Regions from separate parts of the Mus musculus genome. Here region 1 is linked to region 2. Evidence: chromatin contacts called from public Hi-C data. All regions are on one chromosome and are shown on one strand. The core of a region is the stretch at or near the end of the contact, and the rest is flanking DNA. Distances in the headings are between cores, read along the strand shown.

The links. A called contact is a pair of places that touch in the nucleus more often than the background predicts.
Region 1: a Hi-C map of embryonic fibroblasts shows a contact between it and region 2, with 4 times the contacts expected there. The contact joins two enhancer-like sites. A contact is called at or near these places in 6 of 484 Hi-C or Micro-C datasets (embryonic fibroblasts, nephron progenitors and uterus), 6 of 115 datasets of contacts at active chromatin or transcription factors (the NIH/3T3 cell line, astrocytes, differentiating embryonic stem cells and 3 more) and 1 of 9 other capture datasets (embryonic stem cells).

What each region holds. Positions count from the first base shown.
Region 1 is chr13:60,109,149-60,114,037 of GRCm38.p6, forward strand. It overlaps A530065N20Rik (RIKEN cDNA A530046M15 gene), which reads left to right. Exons shown (of 3, transcript NR_046142.1): 2 at 1,331-1,524; 3 at 4,135-4,889. Among named protein-coding and RNA genes, the nearest start is that of Gm46420, 15 kb to the right of the region's middle. Within about 2 kb of position 1,478, at least 179 of the 459 cell types and tissues checked have an H3K27ac peak or open chromatin away from gene starts, as enhancers often do. A contact at or near this core is called in the NIH/3T3 cell line, embryonic fibroblasts and uterus, where this site is marked.
Region 2 is chr13:59,886,026-59,891,180 of GRCm38.p6, forward strand. No RefSeq gene overlaps it. Among named protein-coding and RNA genes, the nearest start is that of Gm19866, 27 kb to the right of the region's middle. Within about 2 kb of position 1,471, at least 35 of the 459 cell types and tissues checked have an H3K27ac peak or open chromatin away from gene starts, as enhancers often do. A contact at or near this core is called in the NIH/3T3 cell line, embryonic fibroblasts and uterus, where this site is marked.

The sequences.
Region 1 (4,889 bases), core at 228-2,727, 220 kb after region 2:
TTTTTTTTCTGGACCAATTCTAGGAAAGAAAAAAAATGTCCATAGAGAAAACATAATCCAATCATTTAAAAAAAAATGGGTCACCAGTGGCCAAGTCACAGTTCCTGGACACCATTTCATTACAAAGGAGATTGTATTTTATAACAATACAATTTGTCTCAAGGAGTTTTGTTAGTGTGGGAACACAGAGAGAAAAATAACACCAAATGTGTACACACACACACACACACACACATATATCCATGTGCCAAATGAGGACCTGGGACTGCATACATTCCAGGGCAAGACAGAAGAGAATGGAACTGCAGGCTGTGACCTACCACTGCAGGTCTTTATGGGGCAGTCGCCTGGTCTGTGCTCATAGACATGGTGACAGAATAAGGATTTCTAAGTGTAGAAAAACCATTCAAAGTTGACTCATCTTTTTTTTCCCTGTTTGATCAGTTTATTAAACACGGGTTGTCACACTCCTCTGATTTATTTTGCTTGTTTCTGAGCTTGGTGGGAGCTCATTTCTGTCACCCCCATATGGATGATTCTGAGTAAATTTTGGTTTTTCAAGTGTTCCCTTTCCATCCTGATGGCTGCATTTATTCTGTGCTTCAGACCTTCTGGCTGAGGACCGTTTTGGAAAGTTCCTTGTATAATAAATAAATGATACAATAGTAAATACAATAAACAAATAAAACAAGAATGTGCTTCTTCAGATAAATCATGTGTATATAACTTTGGTCAAACAGACCTTCCTTTGAAGAAATTTGAGAATGTATTAGGGCTATCATGACCACAACCCATGATCACATAGACAATTGAGAAGCTAGTTGTTTCAGAAACATTTGATTGTAAATCCTGTCTGTAGTAGCTGGCCAAGCGAACATTAGCTGTGTGTGTGTGTGTGTGTGTGTGTGTGTGTGTGTGTGTGTGTGTCTATATAGATAGCATTAGTCAAGCTAATGTCCCTTTTTGTCCAGAGCATTTCAAGAACCACATGACTATCAGATTTTTCTGAGCCATGTTTTTGAACACATTATTTAAAACCATATGTCAGGAAAGTTGTACCAGGCTGCAGGATTGGCTGCAGGATTCTGTCAGCCTTTGAGCAGCACTCAGGAGCTGCCCCTGCACCTGCAGCATGCATTGGTCATGTGACTCTAGGGGTAAACTTCCAGATAGCAGTTTAGTTGTTGTCTCTTCCAGCTGAGACAATGGATGTGCCTAAAATTAGCTAGGAAAAGGCTGCGTGGTCTATCCAGGTTTCTCTGAGGAACAGGCCAGCTCAGCCTTGCTTAGTGTGCTCCTTCCCGCTCCATTTCCCCGGCTCTCCCCTCAGGTGTGTTCATGGAAAGCTGCCTCGAAGTTCTCGGAATTACTCAGGATTCTTTCCCAGTCCTTCATGGGGCCTCTAATGAAGTCTGAGCTGTAGCCTGGGGTTGATGCCAGCCTGGAATGCAAGGAGACTGAAAGCTGACACCCGTTCAACGGAGCAAAGGGCCTTGCACTGAGGTTGTTGCCATGACAACCTGGGTATGTTCCTGGTGACGCATTTACACAACGGGGTTAAAGTTCTTTGAAACCAGTGGCTGCTGTAAAAACAGCATATTAAATATGCTCCGGACTGTGGGCTGTGCATTCTTCTCTCTCTGGAGACACTCCCCCTGCCGTGTGTGTGTGTGTGTGTGTGTGTGTGTGTGTGTGTGTGTGTGTGTTTCATTGGGGGAAATTTCTCAAAGTGCAAAGTGAATTTACAGCAGAATCAATCAAATAGCGGGCTAGCTCTGCACAAATTTTCTCCTTTTTGAAAGGAAGGGACAATAATTTGGGTCATCATTCCCCTCTGCAGTATTTCTTTGTTTGTCTGTCTTGTTATCTCTGCACACCAAAACATCTGTTCTCTCACCTTGCCTCCTTGGTGTGGAGCAATATGTTTGAAGCTAGTCACTTGGCAAACCATTTGGAGAAAAGGATAGCTTCAATGAGCCCATGATTCAAAAATCTTTTGCCTTTTAAATTTGATTTGAATTGTTTTCTATTCACCTTGTAGTTTTGTGTTAACTTATTATTCAGGCAGACATTTGAAGGGGGAAATTAAGTAATCCAAAAATATAATGATTGTTCTGCTAGGAAGCCTCCTATTTGCTGGCTGTATGCGGGTTCTACAGACCAGATAGGTAAGCCATACAGCTTTGCCAAGGGAAGCCTAGTCCAGCCCAGCTTGTCACTGTCTTTAAAGTTTAAAGACTGTCCCAGTTTGTCCTGAGCATGGGCTTTCCTGAGACTTGAGAGATTTACTATTAAAGTTGAGAAATGTCAGGCACACCAGGACTAGCTGGTCACTGTGTATCGAACAACCACCACTTAATATCTGCCCAAATCCCAAGGCTCTACTACAGAGGCATTGACACCAAGTCTACTTGTCTTTGGGCAGCCCCATCTCCTTTGGTAATTTAGTGGTATTGGCAGCAGACCTGTTTGTCTGTCTACTCAAATGTATTCAGGTCTAATAAGAGACCTTAAAAGGTATTATGCCCATTCCGGAGATGCTATGAGCCCCCTCCTGGGTGGGACCCCTTTTGGCTTCTGGCTACCATCTTGCTTGGAATGAAGGGCCATCTATCACTGGCTTCCTGTCTCCTTTGCCTTCACATCAGTAGAATCCAGCACTGATTAAGGAAGCTCATTCATGTAGCTTCCTTATTGTGGTACCTAAGAGAAGGTGAGGCAGGAGTCTCCGACTATTCAAATTGAGATGGACATGACACGGTAGATCAACCTCATCAGATTTTACCTGGCCTAAGTCTCCATCCTATGGATGAACAGAAGGGGCTTCAGAAAGACCTGTGGGCTGATTTTCTGGCCTCGGGGATATCTGCCTGGGATTTTTTTTTTTTTTTTTTGTATCAACTGAATCAAGATGTCTTGGTCGCCTACCTAGTCTGTTGTCCAAAGTCGTCACTGGGGCAGTCAAAGGACCAAGACATGTTTCCATTTCTATAAAGAAAGTACCATAAAAATGTTGTAGTTTCACTGTTTAAGTCCAAAAGGGAAGAGACTAGTTTAGCTTTGAGAAACACGACCCAGACAGACATGAAAAGGCACTAAAGGATATACCCTGGAGTGACCACTGTGGTTTTACCCAAAACCCTCTAGGTTACCTGAGCAACCCAGCAGTGCTTCACCTTGAAAGAGAGTCACCTAGTTAATCACACAGTACACAAAAAATCTCAGATTCGTTCATTCATTCATTCATTCATTCATTTATTCATTCACCAGGTGTTTATACTGCTCAGAATACTTAACCCTGCTCCAGATTCCCAGAGAAAGGCTGTGTTAATCAAACTGTTGTAATCAAGGTCTCCCTCCCTCTCAGGAGGCTTACAGACCAGGGGAGGAAAGCCAATGAGAAAGTCCTTCAGCACACACATTCATAGACACCCTTTTGGAAAGCTCTTCAGGGTGTGTTCACTGTGGCTGCCTAAGGTCCAAGTACTAGTTCAAACAAGTTCACACGAAAGAATTTCTCCTCAAATTCTAAATTATGGCATCGGAGACTCTAGCTACATGAGGTTGTTTGTTTGTTTCTTCTTCCTGGAACGTCAGAACATACATAATGTTTTTTAAATGCTGGTGATCAGGTAACAAGAACTTGTTTTAAATGTCTGAATTCAGTTGGTATGTGTACAAACTCTATCCTGCCTCCTACAGCAAGAACTGGGTGGGGGGAGGTTAAAACTCATTGGCTGTCTTGGCTAAATGAACTCAGGGGAGGTTAAACTCTTTAACTCTATTGGCTAAATGAACTTGTGTCCATGAGTTGTTATGTTGCTGAAAGGGAGGGTAGGATTTTGCAGGCAAAAATCCAATCTGGTCTTCCTGACCTGATTGTGAAGGTGGCTGAGGTGGACCCTTTTATTGGAAACTCATTCCTGTCCTCTAGTCTATAGCTGGGGTGGCCATCTATCAGCCAAGCCTCAGAGAGCTAAGTGGTTGTGCAGTCTGCACTTCCTCGTGCACCATAGTCCCCGTGCAGAAGGGTTCTCCTGGGTTGAACCCTTCTCATGGTTTTGCTAAGAACAAGCTTCTCTCGGGAGAACTGTTTTTCTTATGTCTCTCATGTCTTTATTTTGGATCTTACAGGGCACAACAATGGCTGCTTTGTTGATCAAATGATTTGGTCAACCATATTGGTCGTTTTCCAGAAGGTTGGGCAGACACTGGAGCCCTTGAAAGGTGTGAACGTCTGTGAAGGGGTGGTGACCTTGAGGCTGGCTGGCTGCACTTGAGATCAGATCCTCCAGCTTTGGTATCAGACCATGCCCGTGCTTTGCTGATGACACTGCTGTCTCTTGGGATGCAGTTCTGAACTAAGTACTGCATTCCACACTCCACGCTCCTGGGAGAGTTTTTAATCTTTTCCATTTTTTTTTTTTTTTGGTACGGGTAGATGGTATGCATTTTCTGATTTTAAAACAAAGTTGTTACAAGGTGGTTTCTATTTTGAGGTTTTTTTTTTTCTTTCCTAGAAAGGAAAGAGAGGTTAAATTGTGTTTTATATGAATTCAAAGAAGGCTGCTTTGAGAATAAATAGCTGCCTGGCTGTATGACTGTTGAGGTATAACATGACACATGATTCTGTGTATAAGTGTGATTGCCTTCAGAGGATAACTGAGAAACTAAACTCAATATATACTTGCCAAAATATCTTCTCCTGGGCCATCTCCTCTCAAGTACAATGTGTATTCAGGCACCTGCAACCTCAGTTGTTTGCCTGGACAGCTAAGAGATCTATCGGGGGAGAAACGGAGATCTTAATCTGTGGCTTTTAGAGACATTTGGTTTGGGTGTTCAATCCTGTCTTAGATGATGGAAATATGTCTTAAGGAAAACAATCA
Region 2 (5,155 bases), core at 221-2,720:
GAAGACTGATTTAGTTTTTGAAAACAACTAAGACTCACTGAGAATGTAATTAAGTGGGGGTAATCTACTTAGACACAGAGGAGGTGATCAGTGAGAACTTCTGAAGAGCCTTTGTATGCACTTGGAAGCCTTGTGAATGTGTTGCTGCAGGAATACTTGGGCACAGATGGAACTAGAGGATAGAGTCCCATCCATGACAGTATCAGGAGGCAATCAGTCTGTTTTCATGGAAGCACCCAGAAGCCATGGCACACCATCAGAAGTTTTTTAGTGTATTTCTCTCTATGGAGTCCTGACAAATGCAGCTCAACTATGCAATGTAAGACAGACCAATACGTGCATGTCATTAGCAAAGAATCCTTCATCATGTGTCTTTTCACATGCTTGCTTTAGCAGAACATCCTCTCTCCTGTGTCTGCTTCAGGAAAACACTCCTTCACGTGTCTGCCCCAGCAAAACACCATCTGACACAATTGACTTTCCAAAGAAACTGTAAGTTTCCACTTCAAGGAGCCTTGCCTCTTGAATTTCATAAAATGTAAAGGCAGGTCAAGTGTCACCTCAGTTGTCTCAAGGGCTTCTTAGGAGCTGGAGAAATGGCTCAGTTGGTAAAGCAACTGCCATGTAAGCCTGAGATCCCTAGTTTGAATCCCCAGTGCCCACTTGAAAAATTGGGTGTGGTAGCATGTGTTTACAAGTGGGTGTTTTGCCTGCAGGGATCTGTGTACCACATGCATGTAGTGCTCCTAGAGGCCAGAAGAGGGCGCTTGGATCCCTTGGAACGGAAATTACAGATGGTTGTGATTTACCAAGTGGGTGTTGGGAACTAAACCCATCTTCTCTGAAAGAGCAGCAAGTTCTCTTAACCGCTGAGCAAGTGTATGTGATCTAAGCTCTGGCTAAGCAAAGATTAGCAGATCCTGGAGCTCAGTGCAAGACCTTGTTTCAGGCCCTCCTTCCTATATCGGTGTTAGGGAGTGGTCAACATTGGATACCTCAATCTCTCATGATCTTTGTCATCTTTTTGGTGCATGTGTCTCCCATAGAGTGACCTTAGGAATGGGCCTTGCTCTGGCTGATGGCGTCAGAGCTCTTCCAACCACAGCAGGCAGGTTCTGCAGGGCCCTTTACCCTTGGTCCTTAGCCAAGAGGTTTGCTTCTCTTTGCTCCCCTGTCCCAGCGTGGAGCTAGGGTACAGATTTTGATGGCCTCTTATTAAGGTCCAGGGATCAGAACAGAAGGGAAGCAGAGAATGTGAACTTAGGGTCCAATCCTAAGCCCAACAGTGCAGCTCTCCTGAAGGGTCCTTTCGGCTGCCCTTGGGAAGCCATAGTCAGCTCCTCCCCACCCCCACCCCCCACCAAGGAATAACTGATTGACACGGGAAAGGAAGGAGTAGGTTTCCCTCCCTCAGAAAAGCAGGAGGCCCGTGAATCACCGCTCTGATTCAGCTCTGTGGAGCAATCTTCATTTCCAGACCAAGGCTCTACTTTGTCCCCAAGAGATGGATTTAATTAGAAGTTCCCTCCTCCCCACTGAGAACTGCTGAGAGCCTTCTTGATTTATTTTCATACAAGGCAGGGTGTATTTTGGTGTTTTTCCTAAAATAAAGTAAGAGTTGCTACAGGCAGCATTGATCTTCCAGAAGATGGTGGAGAGCTTCTCAGAGACAACAAAACAAAACAAAACAAAACAAAACCAAAAACAACCCACTCCAGCACCTTCTTGAAGCACCAGACCACTATTACCTCTGCAAACTTCAAAAAGGCAACCAAACTTTCCCTTCAAGGTGATGCGCTTTTGTTGGGATGGGCTCTGCCATGCCTCAATAACGCGTATCACCCAGATGTTTCTGGCCTAAACTACAGTGGGTTTGTTGGTTCCTCACTTCTAGTCCACACCCCACACAGATAGGCCAAGATCTGCTCTCATTGAGCTGTATTCAGAGCACTTTCTTTGAGAGCCCTGACTGGCTACTGTCTCGACTTGCAGGCCATGGTGGTACATGGAGTAGAGAGAACTCTAACCCTTGTCACTAATCAAATCTGTCCCAGAAGTGGCAAAAGTCACTTCTGTCTCCTCCCATTCACCAGAACTGGTCACTGGGTCTCACCCAATGACCCAGCAGGCAGGAAGTACAAGCCACCTTCCCTTGTAGCCTGGAGGAGTTGACAGTTATTGACAACAGCAACCACAGCATTCCAGATAAACATTTGTGGCTGAACAGAGCTTCCCCTCCCCCATCACATCTGTGTTCTCTTAGTCTCTTCTTGAAACCTTGGGGACAGCAAGGGTTTCTAGTAACAAGGACACATGCTATTATTCAATCTGTGACTGTCCTTGACATTATGTGCTTTGAGTTACTTCTATTTCCTGGGGATCTCTTTCTCTCTCTCTCTCTCTCTCTCTCTCTCTCTCTCTCTCTCTCTCTCTCTGTGTGTGTGTGTGTGTGTGTGTGTGTCTGTCTATCTGTCTGTCTGTCTGTCCCCATCTAACTTTGAGGATATTCTGAAAAGTGAAGACTAGACTCACACCAGAGCTCTCTGCTGCCTCTGGGGAAAAGGTGCCTTCACCTTAGAGTTGGTCCTGGGTGCACATTTTGTTTCTTTCTCAAATATTCATGTATTTTTATTTCAGATTCCCAGCATTTCTGTCAAAGGCTCATGTCCTCCTCTCCTCCTGTCTTGAACTTTTAACTCCAGAGCCTCTGAGGCCAAATAAGTATCACACCCATGGCTAGAGTTAATGTTAGAGTTAGGAAGAGTTCAGCTCCTGGGTATGTTTTTTTTTTTTTTTGTGGTTTATGATTGCTATTCATATCATAGGGTGTTAGTAACCACAGAGACAAGACACTGTAGAGCCATATAATGTGAGCACACATAGACACACACACACACATACATACACACACACACATGCACACACACTTATACACACATATACACACACATATACACATACACACACACCTATACACACACATATACACACACATACACACATACATACACAGACACGCATATACAGCCACATACACACACATATACACACATACACAGACACATACACACAGACACATACATATACAAATATACACACACACACACACCAATATATACAAATACACACACACACAGAGCACAATTATAACTAATTCTTTATGTTTGAAGGTATGTATTTATCAGAGTTAAATTTCCCACAGTGAGATAGCTCACCATGAGAAAAAACAATTACAGTTACTGAAAATCATTTTTCTTAGACCCATTTAAAGAAGCACAGGGATGTCTTTGCAGCAGAAAATACAGTGGATACAGGAGACAGGGTATGCAAAGCCCTGAAAGCAAGCCATGTGGCATAGGAGGGCAGGAGATTTTAAATACTCTTAGGTCAGGCTAACTTGTTCTAGGCTAAGAACAGAATCCAAACATGGCTAAACCAGAATACTCAGACCTCTTTACAAAACGTATGTGGATAACATTATTTTTTGGAGAGATTATGGGAAGTGACTTTCTTGTTAATACAATTATTTGGGATTACGGCTCAATCCTGGCATTACCAGTGAGATTTTGAGATACCGGGAGGAGAGTTTTTGCTGTGTGTGTTACAGCCCCAGTTCACAGATCAGCACGAAGGCTCTTCCACAGAGAAGAAAAAGTGGTCAAAGTTTGTAAGACTGACCCTAAACTGAGCACAATTCGCCCTTTACAGAGGGGGGATTTTTTTTTCTTTTTGTCTTTTGTTTTCCTCTGTGCCACAAGGTGGCGGTGATCACATTCTCAAACAACCATCTGCCTCAGCTAAAATGAAGCCATGAAGTGGCAAAGTTTGATGTAATCTGCATCAGGAATGGAACCAGTATGTTCACAGTGGAAGGCCGGCACGGTTGCTATGGGAACGTCTCTCTCAATCAGCTTCCTTAACCCCTCAGGAGATAAATGGAAATGACCAATAGCCTTGTGGAAGGACTTCCTGCCATGAGGTTCTGCCTGTCCTCCACAGTGGGACCTCTGCCTGAGACCACAGAATGGGTTCTCCTTCTCTGCTACCGTCCTGTAGTTGTATCAGGGGTAGATAAGAAGCAGCCTTTGGCATTTATGGTTGGACACACAATGTGCTACTAGAGGAAGAGCTGTTTAAAAGATTCATAAGGACTGTACTGAGAGAGCAAGGAGTCACAGAGTCCCACACACTAACTTAAGGCCACTTATCTTTTTGTACCTAGAAGGACAACTCCCCTGGGTGTCACAGAGTGCACCTGAATGGTTATATCAGTACCTCTTAAAATGTAGGTGTGACATCTCTGCATCCTCGGGACAAGCGGAGGCATGCTGGTGACTTCATAGCCATCTTTTCAGACTCTATTGATATTTTCTAAATTCTGAGGGGAGAAAGACATTTCTAAATAAGGATCCATGTTCCCTCTCTCCAGGCTTAGCCAAGTTGGATTATCCTGTGTAAATTATTCAGGGACCCCCCCCCCCCACACACACACACACACACACGCACACACGTACACACTTAGCTACAAGGTCTGAATCCACATCTCTCCCCTGAAAGGGTTGGGTCAGGCACTTGGCAGCAGAATGGCAGTAAGCATCAGCTGGCATGCCAGCTTCACCTCAGGTCCCCATGTGGTACCCGTGAGGAGGGAAGGCTGCTTCTCCACCAGCCCAGTTGCCAGCTTCTTTTGTAGTCTCATGGGAAACACGAGAATGCGGTTGATGAAGGTTCCATCTGAGGTTTTATCTGGATCCCTGGGTAAAAGCGTAGTTACCCATATCTCTAATTTTAAACGAGATGTTTTTGAGGCGTTGCTATGTAGCCTAGGTTGGCTTCAAGATGATAATCCTCCTGCCTCACCCTTCTAAGTACTGAGATAACTGACGTACACTATCATATCCTGACTATCGAGGCCTTCATGGAGTAAAAATGTTTACTGCTCTTCCTCGCCAGGAACCATGAACTGTGTTTATTCTCTGACTGTTGAATACTCCATAGCTGATAAACAGCGGGCACCCTCCTCACACACAGAGGGAAGGAGATTCTAACACTTGGTCTTGATGTCAATATGACACTCCTTGAAGACTTTTCTAGTCTCTTTGGTTTGCTCCTTACAGGGCATGACCCACAGAGGTCACGGCCATTCCCATTTTAC